3 separate regions of the Zea mays genome follow, and regions 2 and 3 are each linked to region 1. A link is a contact called in public Hi-C data. All regions are on one chromosome and are shown on one strand. The core of a region is the stretch at or near the end of the contact, and the rest is flanking DNA. Distances in the headings are between cores, read along the strand shown.

Region 1 (4,838 bases), core at 1,489-3,988:
TACTCTATAGGTTTTTGTGTTAATGATATTTATGGATTATGATAATATTTTATTATGATATATTATTGTATTATTTATTATTGTGCATAATAAGATCACAGTGTTTAATTAGAACATGGAGCGCTAACACGAGACAACAGTGCTACCACAAGAGTGGAATGTGACGCCCTTGGCCGATTAATTAGAAAATCTAGTGTGAGATGATCCTTTCCTAAAAGGGGCAAGCATGGAGTAATCGCGAAAACATAGTGTTGGCTGTAATTACTGCGATGGGGTTACAGATCGTGGAAAAAGGCCTATGTTCCTTTTGCCTGAAACCGTAGCGGATTTTCTCATACAAGTGAAATTTGTAAAAGCAACGTAGTGAGCCCTTGCCTACTCACCTTAGTAGTGTTTAAGAGTCTGCGCAACCCGGGGCAAAAGGGGGATCACGGCTCGTGGGTAAAGATGTGCAAGTAATGTGTAAAACTGGTATATGAGTCGTGCTCACGGTCATGAGGGGCTTGGGCCTCTCACATGAGTAAATTATGGAATTAAACTTAATCTATCATACATTGCATTGTGGGTATTTACTTATTTGTGATCAATTATATTATTAGGTTAATATGCACTTATACTTAGTAATTGCTAATAAAATTTTGACCAACAATGTTAAAAGCAATGTTCAACCTTAACCATCTTTCTTGGTTAGCCTTACATTACATTGTTTCCCACATTTGCTGAGCGATGACCTATGAGAGCTCATCCTTGTTATAACCACACTAGGTCAAGAGCAAGTACCACCAGAGGAGGACTATTACGATGAGTTCGATGAGATCTAGACATCGTCTCCCAGTCAACTGTGAGTGGAGATAATTATCTTAGTTCGATTTATTTTATTATCAGTTATTTATAAGACATTCTCGTTATAATAAAGAGGATGACATTTGTCTATATACACTGAGTCATTGTATGTGTGGAACTCGATTCTGACGCACATATAAGATGCATCCGGATTTGCCCTTAATTTCGGATGTGACACCCGTGGACCATCCGGGACAAGAACAATTCAGACTACATGGCTAGACCGTTCGGCCTTTTTAGGTGCTAAATATGGTGCTCAACAACAAGGATGAAAATCAGGGATTAACGCCATTGTCGTCTCGAAACACTACTAACCTAGCTTGATAGGATTCGGACACCAGGTTATCTGGAGGTGGAGGTGACATGAATGCAGGGAGGAATAGGGATGCACGTCAGCCGCGGTATGTGTAGGGGTGGATAACGAGCCAGCTCGGCTCGGCTCGTCCGAGTTCGAGCTGGCTCGTTAAGCTAACGAGCCAGCTCGGCTCGGCTCGTTAAGGTAACGAGCCACAGAGTCAGCTCGGCTCGGCTCGTTTACGAGCTCGAGCTGGCTCGTTTAGCTCGCGAGCCAGAGCAGAAAAAAATAAAATGTACATAATAATTATTTTTTAGTTAATTTCAAACTAATTTAACAATAGAAAATAATAATTATACTCATAGTTTCACAAACCACGTCAATATAACACCAAATTAGCACAATTCATCACTCATTAATTCACAATTCACATACATGCTCATCAGTTTAACCCATAATTATATTTGCATAAACCAAATTAACACATAGACATAGTTCATTAATCATTAGTTTAATTCATAGGCCATAAACACCTCACATATATATAACATGTTCATCAATTATTTTGTAAATGATATGCATATAGTTTCGTTTTGCTGGAATATGGTAGCTCGTTTAGCTCGCGAGCTGGCTCATTAACGAACCGAGCTGGCTCATTAACGAACCGAGCTAGGATGTTAGCTCAGCTCGTGAAAAAATTCAAACGAGCCGATCCGAGCCGAGCCGAGCTGACCACGAACCGAGCGAGCCAGCGAGCCACGAGTATTTCGTCCAGCCCTAGGTATGTGCTCCGGCCACAGGAAGGACGGGATGAGCGCCCTCCGCTAGTGGACGGGAGAGATACGAGGATCGATGGAAATGAAAAGGCACGGAAAAAACCGAGAAGGGTAAGAGGGTGTTTGGAAGTAAAATATTGTTAGAGTTTTAAGGTAATACTAAGATATTGAACAATATTATAATATCTATTTGTTAAGTGTAATTGGTGAAAGGAAAATAGGGTTAACCATTTCTTATAATTAATTTTAGTGGTTGATGACCAACACAAACACGTGGACTAACTAGTTTGTATAGATATTATATATTATAGGTGCATTAGGTTCGACACAAGCCAAGAAAGAAATCAAGTTAATGACTCATTCAAAAATAGAGCAAAGAAACTGAGTGTGCTAATTTTTAACGCACCGGACACTGTATTCTCCCTCCTTCCTCCTTCGCTGTATTCTCCCTTCCTAACTCTAATGTGTATGCAGGCACAGGGGGCTGAAGCCCCAAGACCACAGGATCCACCATTGGTTTTAAATGTGTAAAAAATATTATGGTTGTGTCATCATATTTTAAACCCATAATATTATTTAAAATACTTTACTTGTAACATGCCTTAAAAGAGTCATCTGGACATTGCAACAATATTCTTATATTCATGTGGGTATTCTGACGAATTAACGGTTCGATGGGCATTTCGGCTAAGCCACGTCTTGTGTATTTTTCCAAATATCTCACCGTAGACGCCAGACGGACGCCTCCGCTTCCGGCTTCTCCGTTTCTAGGCCACGGCCCATGTGGTTTTAGCCCGTGTATCTCGGACCGAGTCCAGCGGGGAGACCGAGTGCCTGCCTGGGCCTGGCGTTGAGCCGAGGCCCATTGAGCCCAGAGGGAGAGTGTTTGGAAGCTTCGATTGCGTCCCCGCCGGTCCATGCTCCATCCGGCTTCCCTTGCCGCAACCGCAAGCCCCGGCCCCGCAAGGCGATAGGAAGCCGGCAGTTCAGCCGCGGCTTCGGTTCCGCCGTTCCGGAGATGGGGTCCGGCATGAGCAGCGCCCGGCGGCGCCGCTTCGGCCTGGAGGCGTCGCGGGGGATGCTGCCCCTGCTGGCTCTGCAGGTGCTCATCGAGTACGGCCGCGCGGGGGCCTCCCGCCCGCCCGTCACGGCCGCGCTGCTCGCCGCCAACTCACTCGTCTACCTCCGCCCCGGCGCGCTCGACGGGGTCCTGCCCTCGCTCGCGCGCGTCTCCTTCAACCCTCAGCTCATCATCGAGGTGCCTGACCTTTTTTAACACAGACGTGACCAGTGCTTACGAAATTGCCTTTCCTTTCCTTTCGCTGCGGAATTTAACGAGATTGCCTTTCTTTTTTATTTTTTATGTGAAATTTACCCTGCAAATTCATACCCGAAGTCGAATTTTCAGTTCCAGTGAGGACACGAATAGCTCTGTTTTCAATTTAAGTCCCAAGCCTGATTATGATGAACAGTCTTGCAGTATCGCGACTTAATCTCCCAACCGCACATGTATTCAGTTCCTGGCACCAAGACTGATTATGGTGAACATTTTTGCAGTATGGCGACTTGACGCGCTTTTTCCTGTCACCCTTCTACCACTTGAGTGAAAGTCACCTCTTCTACAACATGACGTCGCTGCTGTGGAAGGGCATTCATCTCGAGACATCAATGGGTAGTGCCGAGTTTGCTTCCATGGTCGCGGTGCTGCTTGGCCTGTCGCAGGGTATCACGCTGCTCCTGTCCAGAGGCTTACTCTTGCTCGGTGACGATACCATGTACTATGATCAGCATGCCGTTGGATTCTCTGGTGTTCTGTTTGCCATGAAGGTTGTGCTGAACGCCTGGTCAGACGATTTCGTGTATCTGCACGGGATGGTTATTCCAGCGAAATACGCTGCCTGGGCGGAGTTGATCCTCATCCAGGTTTTTATTCCTGGGACATCCTTTCTTGGCCATCTTGGTGGGATACTTGCTGGACTGGTTTACCTTTGGCTGAAGCGTGCATCCAATGGGCCAGATCCGATCACTCTTTTGATCTCAAGCGTTGCCAATGTTGTGACCTGGCCAGTGAGGTTCGCTCAGAATCTTCTACGGTCTGCCCGTTCACAGGGCCGCGTAACAGGTCGGGGCAGGGTTGGGCGCCGCATATCAGCAAGAGATAGCCCTCGAGGTTTTTGGAGATGCCCAACCTGCACCTATGATAATTCAGTTTCCACAGATATCTGTGAGATGTGCAGCACTGCACGAGATAACCATGCTTTTTTGCGGAGACAGCATCATCAAGCCGTAGGTAACACGGTGGAACTCCCTGTTGATGAGATGCGCCGTAGGAGGCTGCAAAGGTTTGACAGATGATGTAAATCATTGTTGTCAGTACACACATTGTGCGCTGCTGAACACAGTTGAAGTATGGCAGGTCCATTCCTCTGCTTGATGGTTTTGGCACATTTGTCTCTTCTCATGATGATGAATGCTTTACTTTACACAATTGAAATTTTCATCATTATGTGAAGGAGACTCCTACTGATTTAGCATTATCCTTTACAAGTTTAGATTGTTTCAAAGCCTTGGAAACAATTAGTTATTGCCTAATTTTGTATAAATTATGCCAGGGCATGTTGAAATCAAAGTACTTGAGCATATCTATCTTCTGTTTATGGCAACCATTGAGATTTAACCTTCAGAATATTTGATTATTGGAAATCCGCTATTGATTGTCATACCATAAGCATCTTCTGCTCATCTACTATCTATTACTCATACTCAGTGTGTTCCCAGTTATAGTTCGTCCAAAGTATATTTCCTTTAGTTTCATCCTAAATCAAACTTGTCCAACTTTGGCTAAGTTTATAGAAAAATGCATCAATGTTAAAGTAGTGTCTTTATTAAGTTCTCCATGAAAAGTGTCTTCATAGTTCGTAGTG
Region 2 (4,838 bases), core at 797-3,296, 190 kb after region 1:
ACTATCCAGCGACAAATAAAAAGAAACGGAGGGAGTATTATCTTGTCATACATGAAAATATAGTACTAGTGGCTAGTGCATGCAAGGAGCAAAGTTACAGTGCATGCAAGGAGCAAAGGGACGCTGCGCGGTGGTACTCGTGTAAGGGAAGAGGATGCCTTGCCCGAAACAAGATGCGCCAGAAGCCACACGATGGGCTGCGCGAGCTCGGAGCAGATTCTTCCTTGAGTCGGATACTCAGATGCCATGCCATGTCTTGTCCCTCCGGCAACGGCGGCCTAGCTGCAGCTGGTAGAGGCCTGGCCCGGCTTCACTTCCATGCATCATCACCCTGCCTGGTGCTGGTGCCGGTGCCGGTGCCGGTGCCGGTGTCTGCTCTGCTCTTCTCCTTTTTTTTGTCCTCTTGCGCGTCACGCTCGCCTCCGTCGCATCGTCCGACGTCCTTTGGCTCGCTGCCGTCCCGGAGGCCGGAGCCCACTGTCATGTCACGTTGGCACGCCAGCCCCACGTCATATATTCGGTGCCACCGTACGCACAGCACAGCACAGCCAGGATTGGCAGCTGAAAACCCGGCCGTCGTGGTGCCAAAACGGTAGTAGGGTACTTGCAGTTGCAGGCTTCCAGCACGCCGAGGCCGGAGCCAAGCCAACGAACGTATTCAAAGTTTAACAAATCAATGTATGACGTATATATACCAGTATACAAACCATTACCGCTTATAAAAAAAATGAAAGACGGATTTGAACACTTAGCAAAAAAAAGGGGGGGCCGAAAGCTAACTTGTCACTTGCCTTTTGTCGAGTAAATAAAGTTTTCAAGAAAAGGGGCGGGGGCGGTACCCTGGCCAGCAAAAAGATAGGGAGGGATCTCCCGTCTCCGGAGGGCAGGTCCGGGAATCTACGCCTCTCCTTTTTCGTTTGCGGCAGTTTACACCGTGCCTGTACCTGCGCTGCACCTTTTTCAATATACAAACTCGCTAGGGGGAAGTAAAAAGGCTTTGCTTTCGGTTTCGGTCCATGGTGATGGAACGGCGACGAGAATATTATATATCATTGTACACGTATCGAGGCGTGGGAATAAAAAGGAAAAGGCGCCGGAACCGGAACTAAAAAAAGGGCGTCGGAATAGTATTAGCGCTTCGGCGCCGTAAGGAGTATAATTATTGGTAGATGATTTAGGGTTTGAAATCACATCCTGCTATGCGCACAACTGCATGCTACACCACGCATTTGAGCGCGGGGAATGCATTTGCATGCACGCACAGGAGCGGCCGGAACACAAGTCAGCCGCGTTGCCCGCGTGCACATGTGCACGCATATGCATGGCCTGTGCCTGCGTCTGCGCGCGCGCGTTTGGCTATCCTGATAATATTTGCATTGCAGGCACGCCGACTGATGTGTTCTGGTCTGGTCCATGGATGATGGCTCTCGTAGTTCCGTTGGGGTGGCACAGCATGCATGCAGCCTGCGAGCCGAGCGTGACGGGTGCGATTCCATCCCATCCCATCCAGTTTGTTTGGCAGGGGAGGACTGGCTGGGAGAAAAAGGGTGGTGGAACCCGACAGACAGACAGACGGCAGGCCTCGCAACCCGGGTCGGGCGCGGTCAAGTCAAACCCACCGACGCGCGTTTCGGGGCGGGGCACAGGGGGCAACATGACGACGACGAGTAGGGAAAGATGACAACACAACACCACGCCGTGCACAGACAGTGCTCCCCCGAAACGCGCCAGGGTTTGGGTTTCTACTGCTGCTGCTGCTCATCCATCCGCACAGGGCCCGTCCCTCCGCAGTTGGAGGAACGTGTTTCCCGCGTCCGGGTGGGTCGGGGGCCCGCCGGCCCTGTCTGGGTTTGAAACACGACTGCCACGGGGGTCCAATCCAAATGAAGCGTAAAAATGACTGGAGCGAAAAATGCCGTGAGCACGGCGCGTCCGCAGCACTCCAGAGAGCGAAAGCGCAAAAAAAAAAAAAAAAGAGCCAAGAGGCCGCCGGAGAAACACGAGCGAGTATATAGCGTGCGCTTCGTCATCACCCACGACCACGAGCAAAACGAGGCCTTGCCTCTCCTCCTCCCTCTCCCCTCTCCGCCTCTTCGGCCGCGCGGGGACGGACGGACGCCTACTATACGTGCCATCGACGCCATCGACGCCATTCCGCCCGTAGTGCCACATCGGACGCTTGCCTCTTGGCAGGTCGCCCGGATTCCTTTGCGGGCTGATCAACTACGCTCGGCCCAGCGGACGATGCTCGGCCTGACGATAGACCCGCGTCTAATCTAAAAAAGAAGAAGACACAAGTATCACGTATTTTGAGTTTTTTTCCAAACAGTTCTACAAGTAATCAAGTTTATACAAATACCACTAACGGTCTATGGCGCCGAACAAAGATAAATTACATTAATCTTCGAATATACGTACTCTCTCTCTCTCTCCTCCAGCAACAGGATACGGATGGTCGGCCAAGGCAACCATGCTCCTTAGCATATTATTTGCTCTCCTCCCATGACATTTGTTTAACCCGGTGGGTGTGGGTTAGCACATGGGCAAGAGGTAGCGTCCATGATGGAGCTGGTGAGTGTCCAAACTACAAACAGATGCACCCCCGGGTTCCCGTCGAAATGCTCCTCTAATCACCCACCCACCTGGTCCTTGTAGGGGCTGGGCTCTAGGGTGGGAGAAAACGGAACACCCCGGGTGGCCCCACACGCGCACATCGGGAGATGCCCGCCTGACCTCTACGCCTCCGGCCGTCCCCCTCTCTCTCTCACTTTCTCTTCTCTCTCCCCGGCCAGACACAAAAACTTTTACTTCCCCGAGGCGAGGCCCGCAGAAGCAGAGCAACGCACCAGCACGCACAGGCACATCTCCCCTACAACACGCATGCCCACGCTCTAGCTAGAGAAGCCGCCCTGCCCTGCTGTGGTGGTGGTCTAGAGACAAACAAGCCTTTGGTCTCCGTGCGTGTATCATCGTGTTGGTCTGCCTCCCTCCCTCCCTCGGCCCGCCCCCCTGCCTGCCTTCTCGCGCCCGCTTCCACCCCTGTCCCTCCCGTGTCGGAGGGGACACGCGCGGCCGCGTGGGACGGGCGCACGGGCCTGCTCGCCTGCTCCGGCGCCGCCCATGCGCGGGGCCCGCTAGCTAGCCGACCTCTCCCTCCCCCTCTCTCTCTCTCCATCGAGCGCTTGGTTGGCTAGCCGACGGTCCGGGACGCGGAGGGAGATGATCAAGCAGCAGCAGCAGCAGGCGCCGCCGGCGCCTGCTCCGGCGGCAGCGCCGCCGCCCAGCGCATGTGAAGGTATGCAGCGCTTGTTGATGGCAGCCTGGCGGGAATGGAATAGTGTCATCTTGGCTTTATATCGAGCTATTCTTCGTGGTGGGTGGGATCGGAAAGCCCCTTTTGTTTTCCCGGCTGGACTTCTGGCCGCGGTTTTTTTCTTTCCCAAAGCGTTCTTCTTCGGCTTCTGTGATTTCTGGAGATTTGCGGTGGGTTTTTTCTTCTGTTCACAAAGGAGAGAGAAAAAAAGACGCCGCTGACCTCGCCGTCGCGGTCGTCGCCGGCCACTGGCGCGGAGAAGTGCATGATTATTCTGCATTTATGCTCCTCCGTGTTCCCCCCCACGAGCTCCCGTCTGGCGGTTCTTGAGTAGCAGTATGCTTCTTCCTTTCTTCGTGACGCGTTGATCCTTGAGAGGGCATGCGCCAGCGCGAGCTGCAACGGCAGCCGCGGCGGTCTCCGTGCCTCCGGCGGAATTAGGGGGAGAGCAAAAGTAGCTCCCTTGTCTTTGTTATTGCTGATGATGCGACCGTGCGTGTGTGTGCGCGCGCAGGGGAGAAGAAGGCGCCGCCGATCAACTCGGAGCTCTGGCACGCCTGCGCGGGGCCTCTGGTGTCGCTGCCGCCGGCGGGCAGCCTCGTCGTCTACTTCCCCCAAGGCCACAGCGAGCAGGTGAACCCACCCACCTCCCCTTTCTCGGAGCCTGCCCGCCTTACCCGTGCTGCGATTCATCATTCACGGCGGCTCCTTCCTCCTCATTGGCTGCCTCTTTTGCCATATTTTTTTTGTAAATTTTTTTCCCGTATGGTCTGACTTGTCCATGTGCCGCGACTTTTTTAAAAATGCTTTCTAGTTGCCAATTCCTGCTTTGATGCTGTGCATAGGAATATCTTAATTCGAAATAACGGGGCCCTTTGGGGTCTTGACAGATGACAGGGCCAAGATTGGTTCCTGTCGAATTTTAAATTGCTAAAAGTATCAGGGACGTGACTTGATTTGCTGTTCTCCATTTAGTTTGTGTGGTGCTGCCAGTGCCAGTTGACAGGATCCTTTTCTGTTTAGGGTGATCATCACTATTTTGATGCACATATTTTTACAACAAAAAAAAAGTGTGCAAAATCTGTATCATATGCAGTTGGGAGCAATGGGCCCACTCCCCCCCCCCCCCCCACACCCCCACTCCCCTTGTTTCATGGGTTTCTGGTGTGCTGCACCATTCCCCTGCTTGCTGTTTGGTGGATGCAGGAGCCAAGTACGACTGAGTTTTAGCTTTTATAGCTGACGCTTTCAGTAACCTCTGTCACGAATCTCATGGATTTGGTGCCAAAGAAGTTTGATTCGAGCAAGTTTAGACCTTGTTCGGTTGCATGTGTTGCATGGATGGAGGATTAAATCTCTTCCTATTTAATTTTTAAATAGGAAGGGATTTAATCTCTCCGATCCGAATGCAACCGAACAAGGCCGGCCTCAGGGGTGGTGGTAGGATGATCACATGCTCGGTTCTGGAAGAGATTCTCTGGCTGAATGCGAGTGCTGGGAGGTGCCCAACTTCGGTTTTTCCTTT
Region 3 (4,838 bases), core at 661-3,160, 130 kb after region 1:
ATAGTTTTCTTCCTCTAATCTTCACCTCTCTCCGACTCTACATTGTTTAGAGGCGTCTTGGGTGGCCTGCCGACCCCAATACAAACCCTATGATCTCTCCTCCCCGACGGGGTCCATTCCGGGAGTGAAATCTAGGTGTCGTTGGCGAACTTCATTGCCTCTACGCACGCATGGACCGTCCGACCATCAGGCGTGGCCCGTCCGGCTCGTTGGCAGAAATCCTAGCCTCTACGTCAGGTCGCGAACTGTCCGACCCTCGGTCGCGGATCGTCCGACCCTCGACCGCGGACCGTCCGCGCTTCCACAAAGAGCACCGCTGCTGGTACACATCACAGTGATTAGCGTCCAGATCAGCGTTAACAACTGGGTTCAGATCCAATAATCACAACATATCAAATCTTTTTTGTAAATAGTGAATATAAATGAGATTTGCTAAAAATATTTAGGGTGAGCTAACTCGACTAAAGTACTTTTAGCTTCGCTATGGTCAAAGAAGTCAAAGTCGTGAACATCAACTAAATAGGCAAATCATTATTTTTTGCAAAGATGAAAAGTGATGGAAAAGATATAGTATTTTTCACATATTTAAACAATAACAAAACTAATTTGTATTTCCATTAATAAACGGTTAGCAGATTGTCGTTTGTTTTAATAAATAAATAGTTTTATACCCATTATGACAAATCCAATGCTTCAAGTTTTTTTATATTTATATAACAAATCTAAGATTTATTATAAAAAATATTATTAGATTAATTGTAAAACATACTTTCATAATAAATTAATCTATAGATATAGATTTAAATATTATTTTACTATTCACTCCAACCTAAATTATAAAGCATTCTAATTTTAAAGATAGTCAAAACATATCAAGTTTAATCAAATAAAATTATGATACCCAACCCAATAGATATTATTATATTTTTATAGTATACCTATTTTATATTATAATTTTTTATATTTTCTATTATTTTGATCAGATCTAAATCAAAGATGCTTTGACTCTTCGAGAAAATTAGAATATTTTATAATTTAAAATAAAGTGAACATAAATTTGGTCGACTTTAAATGTATACCATTATAATCAATTTAAGTTTCGCAAAATTCATCCAACCAAATCACCTCACGCTCATAATATACACTAAATCCACAAGATAAATTACATCTAGATATAACACATCATCAAATCAAACAATAATTCAGATTGTTGAATAATCTCTATATCTTACTCACTCAATTTCATGGACAATATTGCCTCTCTCCCACCTAGAGATGGCAATGGGTACCCGAAACTCGAAACCCGATGGGTTTTTACCCCATTAGGGTACGGGTTTGGGCCAATTTTCATACCCATGGATTTGTTAATGGGCATAAATCTGTACCCAGCGGGTTTATGGGTACGGGTTTGTTCCTATAGTACCCAAACCCGTGAACCCGTGGGTTTTTTTAAACCCGACCAAACCTAGTGCATATTGCATTTTATTTTATAAACGAACAACAAACTTGTTATTCCTTATTTACTTCATAATTTTTACCAATTGGTGAATGTACCAGTGAACCAGAGTGTTGCTTGCTTGCTATTATAGTTTTTACTAGCGTTATATATGTGGTGGATGGATAACTTAGTGCAAGGTCACTTAATTATACAACTTATTATTTGTATTTCATTCTCTCTACTAATATTTTTATACCAAATCATGAACTCGTTGTTCATTACATAGATTTTGGATCATGATATCATTAATCATTACGATACTTATTGATTATGAGAAGATAAGTATATTGGGGATGAAACCCGCGGGTAACCCATGAGTACCCGTTAACCCGATGGGTACGGGTTTGGGCAAAATCTCAAACTCATCATAGGTACGGGTTTTTTAATGGCTATAGATATTTTTCACGGATACGGGTCAAAACATAGTGGGTTTGTACCGTTTTCCATCTCTACTCCCACCACCGCGTCAACCAGTCTCTCCGGCTCTCCTCGTCCGGAGTATGTTCGAGTGGAGAGAGTAGTTGACTTGCGAGTTAGACAGGTAGACTACTCGGGGTCGGGGCAGCCAAGGCCAGGTGGGTCCCCCGAACTCACTCACGGTCACGGCAACCGCCGCCGCGACGCCATCAACGGCATCATCCCATTTCCACTTGGATCCCAACTTCCCAAGCCACCTCTGCTTCTCCTCCGTCTCGTCGTCGGCCATGACACCCGCCGGTGGCGCCAACCACTCCCCGGCGCCGCGTAGCCTGGTATTCGCCTTCTACCTCACCGGCCATGGCTTCGGCCACGCCACCCGCGCCATCGAGGTCAGTCAGCCAGTCCCTCCCGCCGTCTCGCTTCGGGCATTGTTCCGGCTACCAGCACCCCCAACTACTCGTGCTCGTTCATTTCCCGTCCAAGGTCTCACCTCCGAAAATTTTGCCTGCATTTGTGTGGCGTGGCTCCGTGGATCGTAGGTGGTGCGGCACCTGATCGCGGACGGGCACGAGGTGCACGTGGCGACGGCCGTGCCGGAGTTCGTCTTCACCGCCGAGGTGCGGTCCCCGCGCCTCCGCATCCGCAGGGTTATCCTCGACTGCGGCGCCGTCCAGGCAGATGCCCTCACCGTCGACCCTCTCGCCACGCTGGATAAGGTATCCTCGGCTCTTCGCCTCTCACGATCTTTGATCTCTCATCGTTCCCGTGTCGTGACTCGTGATGGCTGCCGCCTGATGCTCCGGTTACGAAATGCAGTACCGTGAGGCGGCAGTGTTACCCCGCGAGTTCATCCTCAGGGCCGAGGCTGAGTGGCTTAGCTCCATCAAGGCAGACCTTGTGGTACTCTCTCTAGTCTCCACTGCTGTTCTGTGATCAGACATTCAGTCAGTGTTCAACTGATGGATGTAGGCATCATGTGTGGGCAATGTCTGAACTCCAAAGTGAACTGGGATGTGATGTGCTTTTGGGACAGGTCTCGGATGTTGTTCCTATTGTGTGCAAGGTGGCTTCAGATCTGGGTGTCCGCTCTGTATGCATTGGGAATTTTAGGTATGCTTCACCATACTGTTTGCATTTTGTCTGATTGCATTAGGGACTTCCGCTCTGTAGTTTACCTTTTGTATGACTGTTTGCATTTTGCAGTTGGGACTTCATATATGCTGAATACATCATGGAGGCTGGATATCATCACCGATCTATTGTGTGGCAGGTATTAAATTTTTACCATGTCAGGATCATAAGTTTCCCTTTTATGGAATTACCTAAATACTGATCCATAGATCATTTGCAAGTATGCCCTGACTCACCACAATATGTCTTCCTTAGTACAGTACATATTATGGCAATGTATACTTTACTTTTTTCAGTAACCATTTAATGAATTATATATCTAAATATACAGATAGCAGAGGATTACTCCCATTGTGACATATTACTTCGACTACCTGGATATGGCCCAAGTATACTCAACTATATTTGGTTACTCTTTTTTCCTTAAAAATTGTGTTCCCTGTTTCTCAGTTATCATGAAAATAGAGTATTATTTCATTCCATAGTGCCGGCTTTTCGCAACGTCATTGATGTGCCTCTTGTGGTTAGAGGATTACGCAAATCTAGATCTGAGGTTTGTATTCTGCTGGAGAACGGTATTCTGCCTTGACAAAATTCTTTGTTCCTTATTCACATGTTTCAGTTGTGATCTATTAGGTGAGGAAGGAACTAGGAATTGAGGAGAATGCTAAGGTGCTCGTTTTTAATTTTGGGGGTCAGGTGGGTCACTTGTCATATAGGTGGTTTGGTAAGCTTATGGAATATGTTTCTATTTTCTCATGTGGTAATGTTATGTGGCTATTTTAATGTGCTTACAGCCCTATTTGGCACAGCTTATTTCACAGTTTCTTTAAGCAGAAGTTGTATTATACAGTAAACTTCTGCAGTAGCTTATCAGTTCAGCTACTTCTCAAAATGAACTAAAAACAGACAATACACAAAAGTTGCTTTTCGCCAGCTTCCCAGATAAACTGCTTTTCCAACAAGCAACAGCTACCAAATAGGGCCTATCGTTTCTTCTGCACCGATATCTGCTGATTCTGATTCTTTCAGTAATCACAGCCTTTTTTGTAACGAAGTGGTGCTTATTACCTATTATTTAAATCAAAAGTGATGCCTTTTCAATTACTTGGAAGTATTATGGTTAGCTATTACCCAGATACTGCATTTTGTAATGAAGTCCCTGCAATACTTGAATAATTATCATTATACCTCCTAGTTTTTAGCAGAACACATCATCATTAAATTTTGTATGTATCATGCTTCCTTCAAAAGCTTAGCGATCCATTCTTCTATCCTGTATGCTCTAAACTTTTTGTGAACTACACAAAACTTATCACCAACATAATAAAATAATCAGTGCGTCATGGTTCCCAGCCAGCAGGATGGAAACTGAAGCAAGAATGTCTCCCTGATGGTTGGATTTGTTTGGTATGTGTAATTAAGAGTACAATTATATTACATCCCTTGATAGTAACTAACTGATCTGATTTACTAAACTTAGCTCCCTCTTCATGGAAGGTCTGTGGTGCCTCTGATTCTCAAGATGTTCCACCGAACTTCATTAAGCTTGCGAAAGATGCTTACACACCTGATGTTATGGCAGCATCTGACTGTATGCTTGGTACTTAAAAATAGCCACAATTGTTATATGTCGCACAGCTGTTTGTCGAGTTGCAAGTTTTTTTTTTTTGCTTTTCTTGCTAGATGCATATACATACTCTATTTGTTTATAGGAAAAATTGGATATGGAACTGCAAGTGAGGCTTTGGCCTGCAAGCTACCATTAGTGTTTGTTCGCAGAGATTAC

What was found. Hi-C and Micro-C count contacts between places; a contact is called where the count stands out from the background.
Region 2: a Hi-C map of tassel shows a contact between it and region 1, with 1.9 times the contacts expected there. The contact joins the promoter of LOC103626415 here to the promoter of LOC103626412 in region 1. A contact is called at or near these places in 5 of 25 Hi-C or Micro-C datasets (ear, endosperm, leaf and 1 more).
Region 3: a contact with region 1 is called in a Hi-C map of endosperm, with 4 times the contacts expected there. The contact joins the promoter of LOC103626414 here to the promoter of LOC103626412 in region 1. A contact is called at or near these places in 6 of 25 Hi-C or Micro-C datasets (ear, endosperm, leaf and 1 more).

The regions. Positions count from the first base shown.
Region 1 is chr5:59,101,521-59,106,358 of Zm-B73-REFERENCE-NAM-5.0, forward strand. LOC103626412 (Rhomboid-like protein 14 mitochondrial) reads left to right here and starts at 2,739. Exons shown (of 2, transcript XM_008646820.4): 1 at 2,739-3,172; 2 at 3,472-4,634. The coding sequence starts at 2,933. The coding sequence ends at 4,269.
Region 2 is chr5:59,292,024-59,296,861 of Zm-B73-REFERENCE-NAM-5.0, forward strand. It overlaps LOC103626415 (auxin response factor 19), which reads left to right and starts at 2,047. Exons shown (of 14, transcript XM_008646822.3): 1 at 2,047-3,295; 2 at 3,828-3,946. The coding sequence starts at 3,220.
Region 3 is chr5:59,233,662-59,238,499 of Zm-B73-REFERENCE-NAM-5.0, forward strand. It overlaps LOC103626414 (L-arabinokinase), which reads left to right and starts at 1,911. Exons shown (of 28, transcript XM_008646821.2): 1 at 1,911-2,307; 2 at 2,458-2,634; 3 at 2,735-2,818; 4 at 2,952-3,028; 5 at 3,122-3,188; 6 at 3,381-3,438; 7 at 3,535-3,602; 8 at 3,686-3,748; 9 at 4,406-4,459; 10 at 4,550-4,652; 11 at 4,765-4,838. The coding sequence starts at 2,203.